Regions from separate parts of the Sus scrofa genome. Here region 2 is linked to region 1. A link is a contact called in public Hi-C data. All regions are on one chromosome and are shown on one strand. Each heading gives the region's core, a stretch centred on a gene start, on an enhancer-like site or on the middle of the called end of the contact. The rest is flanking DNA. Distances are from core to core; before and after follow the strand shown.

The links. Hi-C and Micro-C count contacts between places; a contact is called where the count stands out from the background.
Region 2: a Hi-C map of epiblast stem cells shows a contact between it and region 1, with 2.9 times the contacts expected there. The contact joins two enhancer-like sites. A contact is called at or near these places in 1 of 5 promoter capture datasets (liver), 25 of 47 Hi-C or Micro-C datasets (adipocytes, alveolar macrophages, brain and 14 more) and 1 of 2 datasets of contacts at active chromatin or transcription factors (skeletal muscle).

Annotation. Positions count from the first base shown.
Region 1 is chr17:59,017,450-59,020,282 of Sscrofa11.1, reverse strand. The region is part of intron 1 of GNAS (GNAS complex locus); the gene reads right to left. Among named protein-coding and RNA genes, the nearest start is that of GNAS, 33 kb to the right of the region's middle. Within about 2 kb of position 1,457, at least 15 of the 83 cell types and tissues checked have an H3K27ac peak or open chromatin away from gene starts, as enhancers often do. A contact at or near this core is called in epiblast stem cells, where this site is marked.
Region 2 is chr17:59,345,849-59,348,681 of Sscrofa11.1, reverse strand. All of the region lies in intron 3 of ZNF831 (zinc finger protein 831), which reads right to left. Among named protein-coding and RNA genes, the nearest start is that of ZNF831, 35 kb to the right of the region's middle. Within about 2 kb of position 1,416, at least 20 of the 83 cell types and tissues checked have an H3K27ac peak or open chromatin away from gene starts, as enhancers often do. A contact at or near this core is called in epiblast stem cells, where this site is marked.

The DNA.
Region 1 (2,833 bases), core at 208-2,707:
CGGCAAAAGGCTGCATCACCGCTGCTCCACCCACGCCAGGCTGCCCGTTCCCAGTCACTGTCAGGGGTCGCGAATTCAGCAACGTCTGGAGGTCGATCCTCCCGCTGACTTATCTAAGGGGCAGGAGGAAGCCGCTTGGAAGGAAGTAAACAGGTTCTGGACCTGGGAAGATAAAAATCCAAGCGCCGGCCTCGCTCAGAGGGAAAGCCCGGCTGCATATTTAATGTCCTCGCCGGCCTGCGTGTTTGTGTTGGAAAGAAAGCTGGAACTTACACGCATAATTAAAAGCCCCCCCCCCCCCCCGAGGGCTGCGAGCCCCTGGGTGACACTCCCGCCTGTGGCCGCCACGCAGGGCCCAGGGCTCTCTCCCCGGTCCTGGCCATGGCACCTCGTCTCCTCTTGGGAGAACGTGGCTCTGTCCTGTTTGCTACCAGACAACGTTCTGCAGAGGCCCTTTCAGGTAGAGACTGTGTTTGTGCTTCAGGAGAAAAAGTGCGGTGGGGGGGGGGAGAGACCAAAAACAAAAAGGAAAGGAACCCAGGCCCTGAGTCGTTCTGAGCTGTGCCCTTGGAATCCATGACATCTATTCAAACACGCATCATGTGAACAATTCATAATATTCATCCCAGCCTTCAACTAGTTCGATTTTAAGGAAACATGTCAGGAGCTTTCAAAATTAGCTTAATTTCCTCTTCCTAAATATCATGCATCTTGGAAAGGCCCCTTTAGAGTTTCACTGGGGAGTGTAATTGGCAGGCTTCCGGGTTTCCAGAAGGGTATGCTAATATCTGGCAACTCCGAATGGCAATCCAGGCCTCCCTCAATTGAATCATTAGTTGTTAATGCACCTCTGAGTAACTCCAAGCTCAGGTGTGAAGCCAACCCAAGTATCACTAAGCACCACTTTCTCCTTGGGCTGCGACGCGGGACGGTGGGGCTGTTTATGTAACAAGCCAGCAACAAGCTGGGCTCTGCTGCTTCATTATTTGCCGGCCTGGCCTCATGCCTCCTTGCTCTCTTCTCCCCACCACCCCCGACTTTTTTTTTTCCTCCTTTTTTCAAGAAAGCAAAGCAGCTGTATAGGACTCAGATCTTTTATTTCCTGACTATTCTGTGTGTCAGAGCAGTGGACGATGGAGAAAAACGCGGGGCTTGTTATTACCGGCCTGAGCCGGAGTGAGTCAGGCACCGAAGCTTCGATCTGGACCTGACTCTGCCACCGGGGCCCCCTCCCGCCGCTGCCGCCACCGCTGCCCATCGGTACCTGGGGGGTGGGGGGTCCCGGGCTCAGGGGGCGGGGGGGCCGACTGCCCAGAGCCCCCTCCCGGTCCCCCCCAGCGCTTCTGGTTAGAATGCTGCTGCACTATTAAAAATGGGGCCCTCTCAGCCTCTGGCCTCAGAGAGCCCTTTATTAAAATGCAAATGTCCCTTAAGGGGAGCCCCACAGCCGCTGCCAGCTAATGGGATTAAGTGAACAGAACACAGCCACCTGCAGGGAGGTGAGGAGGCCTGGCCAGACCCCCTCTCGGAGGTGCCCGGCCCCAGGTCCCGGGTCGGGGACCCTGCGGCCGCCCGGCGGGGGTCGGCGCAATTTCCTGCGCCTCGTGGCCCCACGGCTTTCAAATCACTTCCCCAGGACGGCCGTCGCTTTCAAGGCATCGGACACAGGGGTCCGGACTCGGGAGGGCCTGGGGCTGGCGGAGGGAGGCAATCGCACAGAACTAATTCGTTTACAGAGGCAGCCTCTGTGATAAAGTGACTTGGCAAACGCACTTCTCTGAGTGGGTAAACAAGCTCCACTTCTCGTCCTGAAAATGGGTCTCCCTCGCCGCTCAGGTGAGGACGGTGGGAAGGCCGCACCCGCGCCGCCGCCGGGACCCGCGGGGGCCGAGAGCCAGTCCCCGCCTCTGAGCGCGGCGTCACGGAGGCGCCCTCGTCGGTGGCCGACCCCAGACCCTCCCAACCCGTCTGGGACTCACGGACTTTCTAGAGTCGCCCGTCGGATGCCGAGCCCCGAGGAGGCGGCTCCCGAGGGCCAGGGAGAGGCGACTGGAAAGCTGGGGATTCAGTTCTGCAGCTAAAGGGCAATTTTCTCTCCACCACGACGGGGAATTAATTACACTACTTGAATATCGACTATCTCTATTTGCATTAGAAAAAAAGGCTCAGGGCTCAGGATCTAAGACCGGGGGCAGCTCGGATCCAAGACAGAGGACGGAAACTAAGATGGAGGGAAGGCCAGGATCTAAGAGGGAGGATGGAAACCAAGATGGAGGGCAGGCCAGGACCTAAGATGGAGGATGGAAACTAAGATGGAGGGCAGGCCAGGACCTAAGATGGAGGATGGAAACTAAGATGGAGGGCAGGCCAGGACCTAAGATGGAGGACGGAAACTAAGATGGAGGGCAGGCCAGGACCTAAGATGGAGGATGGAAACTAAGATGGAGGGAAGGCCAGGACCTAAGATGGAGGATGGAAACTAAGATGGAGGGAAGGCCAGGACCTAAGATGGAGGATGGAAACTAAGATGGGGGGCAGGCCAGGATCTAAGATGGAGGATGGAAACTAAGATGGAGGGCAGACCAGGACCTAAGAGGGAGGACGGAAACTAAGATGGAGGGCAGGCCAGGATCTAAGATGGAGGATGGAAACTAAGATGGAGGGAAGGCCAGGACCTAAGATGGAGGACGTAAACTAAGATGGAGGGAAGGCCAGGATCTAAGAGGGAGGATGGAAACTAAGATGGAGGGCAGGCCAGGACCTAAGATGGAGGACAGAAACTAAGATGAAGGGAAGGCCAGGATCTAAGAGGGAGGAGGGAAACTTAGATGGA
Region 2 (2,833 bases), core at 167-2,666, 330 kb before region 1:
CAGGGGAGGGGCGAGTGGGAGCTCCAGGGACAAGGAGGGACATCCCTCCCCCCTCCCCCCACAAGACTGTCCACGTGCCATACTGGCTTCTGAAGGACTCAAAGTGGGTCCCCTCCCACAGTCTGCCCAGGGAAGAGGGGTCATTTCCCCCAAATCCATTGGCCCCAAAGAAATGTGACCACACTGGTTTCAGCCTTTGGCTCAAGCGCAGGGGGATGTGGGGGTGGTAGATGACGGTGCGGGTGGCAGATGACAGTGGGGGTGGCAGCCAGCCCCCTCCTCCATCGTCCCTCCTCTCCCTCGCCCCCTGGCAGCCCACAAAGCAAAGCGCTCCAAGTACCCATCCAGGAGCTCAGACCAGTGTGTGAGTATGTGCTTGGTTTTTTAAAACGTCAATTCATTACCATCATGTAAAAATCGGGAGGTTTAACTTAATGGAAAATTCTGGGTCTCTGGCTCCTCTATAGACCTAAATTAACAGTAATGAGCTGGCATGCTCACCGTGAAATATTGAAATTGTATGTGTAAGTGACATCTCAACAGCCTTACAAAACGCACGCTGTCCTTTACGGGCACCACGTTACAGAGGGGGAAACTGAGGTGGGGGGCACCTGGGCCTCCAACCCCCACCCCAGGTGCTGCCCCGCGGGTGCCCCTGCTGGGCGGCTACGGCTCCGGCTCCCTCCTCCCCAGCGTCTCTAGTTTAGAACACCGGCTTTTTAACCCTTTTACGTGTGCTCCTTCAAAACAAGGCCCTTTCCGAAGGTGCACCGGTGTGTTTCCAAGTTGGGGGGGATAGAAACAGCTCCCACCCTGGGCACAGAAAGATTTAAAAGTCCTGTTCGGTATGCGAAGACCCGGCAGCCTGGGTTTTGGGGCAGAATCTCGGATTCTGCATCATATGCCTGGGGAAAGCCCGGGAAAGGGTGGGCAGCCCCGGACCCGTTTCGTCCTTGATTTTTCACCCGCATCTCAACACCCGTCTCTTTTTTCCCCCTCTCCTGCCCTCCTTTCTCCGCTGGGGCTTCTGCCTCTTGGTATTCGTTTTTATTCTTGCACATCTGGGCGGCATTTATAGGAGAGCAACGAAACGACATGTAGAAAGCCAGGGTCGCCTGCGTGCTGAGACGGGGGCGAGAGCCGCTTCCTCAGCGGGGGTCCAGCCTATTTCAAAAGGCGCTGGGGTCTCTATCGAAACCCTCCTCTCCCTTCCTCGGGCTGCAAGCAGACTCGGGCACGGTAGAATCAGCCACCCGAACTCCAAAGAACAGAAAATAAATTCGTGCCAAGGGGTCCCCTGGTATCAGAGCAGACTCCCCCCAAGTCATAGCTTCCCCCTCCAAGTGGAGCGAGGTCCTGTCCACACCGGACACACACCTGGGCAAGGTCACGGCCGCCCCAGACAGAGTCCCCAAAGCTGGGTTTTTGCCGGACTCGGAGGGAGCCGAGCCGCCTGCTCCTCGCAGACAGGCGCTAGGGGGCGCCGTTGAAGCTTGGAAGACGATTTCCCATCAAATAAAAAGTCATGCTTCGTTTTTTTTTTCTTTTTTTCTTTTTTTTTCTTTCTGGGTAATAAATTCACAGGGCTTGTTTTTTAACCCCCACCAGAGGTTAGAATAGTTTCATTAAAAAAGTTTTGGTAAATTCATGGGCAACTTTTGAGGTTATGCGAGGTTGTTGTCAAAAAAAAAAAAAAAAGAGAGAAAGAGAAAAACAGCCTTTCTCTCTGCTCCTGTAAGACTCAGAATCACGGGGCGTGAGGGCGGACAGGAGGGGGGCTTGGGGCTCCTGTATTTTTCCAGAAGCGTCCACTCAGAGATGGGGCTCCCAAGGGTCTCTGACGCCAATCAGCGGGGGGTGGGGGCGGCAGAGGCCCCCGAGGCAGGAGCCCCACCGCATCCTGTGCCAGCTCGGCTGCTGCAAAGCCCGCAGCCCGCTGTCCATCAAAGGCTGCGTTCTCGATTTTTCCATCGCTCTCACCTACAGTCTGCGCGGGCGCTGGTCACGGCTTTTGCCCTCATCTCTTCCTGGCTGGAAGTCAGGAACAAAGCCAAAAAGTTTCAGCCCCTGAGTAGGGGTTAAAAAAGAATAAGAACTTTATCGGATTAATAAGACAAGAGGAGGCAGAAGAAAAACAGCGCGGTTAAGGGAGGGGGCGTCGCACATTAACTATGATTCAGAGACTCAAATGCACTGAGTTCATTTTTCAATCTGCCTTTAGCTAAGGGGGAAAAAAAAGGAAATTATAGAAAATTGAGAAACAAACATCTCCGAGAGTGCTTTGCACCCGGGGGTGCTTAATGAACACTTAATAATTTCAAACGCGAGTACTTAGAAAAATGGCTTTTGTCCATTCCCGGCATGCCAGGTGCCTCGTAGCAAAGAGGGAGAGCTGAAAATGACGGAAAATGATCCCTAATGTCTATGTGGAGGGGGGCACGAAAATTACTTTTTCGTGTCTCTGGAAGTTAGGGAAATAAACAAGCCAAAATTGAAAGAGTTTTAGCAAAAGAAAAAACCTTGGAATTGAACTTGCATTTCCTTTCCTCCAGGTCTGAACTTGGGCAAGACTCCTAATTAGGATGGAGAGAATGGCCACAACATCCCCTCCTGACCCCACGGGGCCATACTGAAAATTAGATGAAGAAAAACATTTGGAGGAAGCTCTCCAAATGCTCCAGCAGGAAGCAGTGCTTGTTGCTGGAGCAGTTTCTCCCCACTCCCTGCCAGCACCCAACGTGGGGTAAAGGCCGCAGCAAATGCATTTGTTTAGAGGGAGGCAGCAGCCCTAAGAGCTCCTGGTTGCCAGGGAGGCCAGAGAGGAGATGGGGCT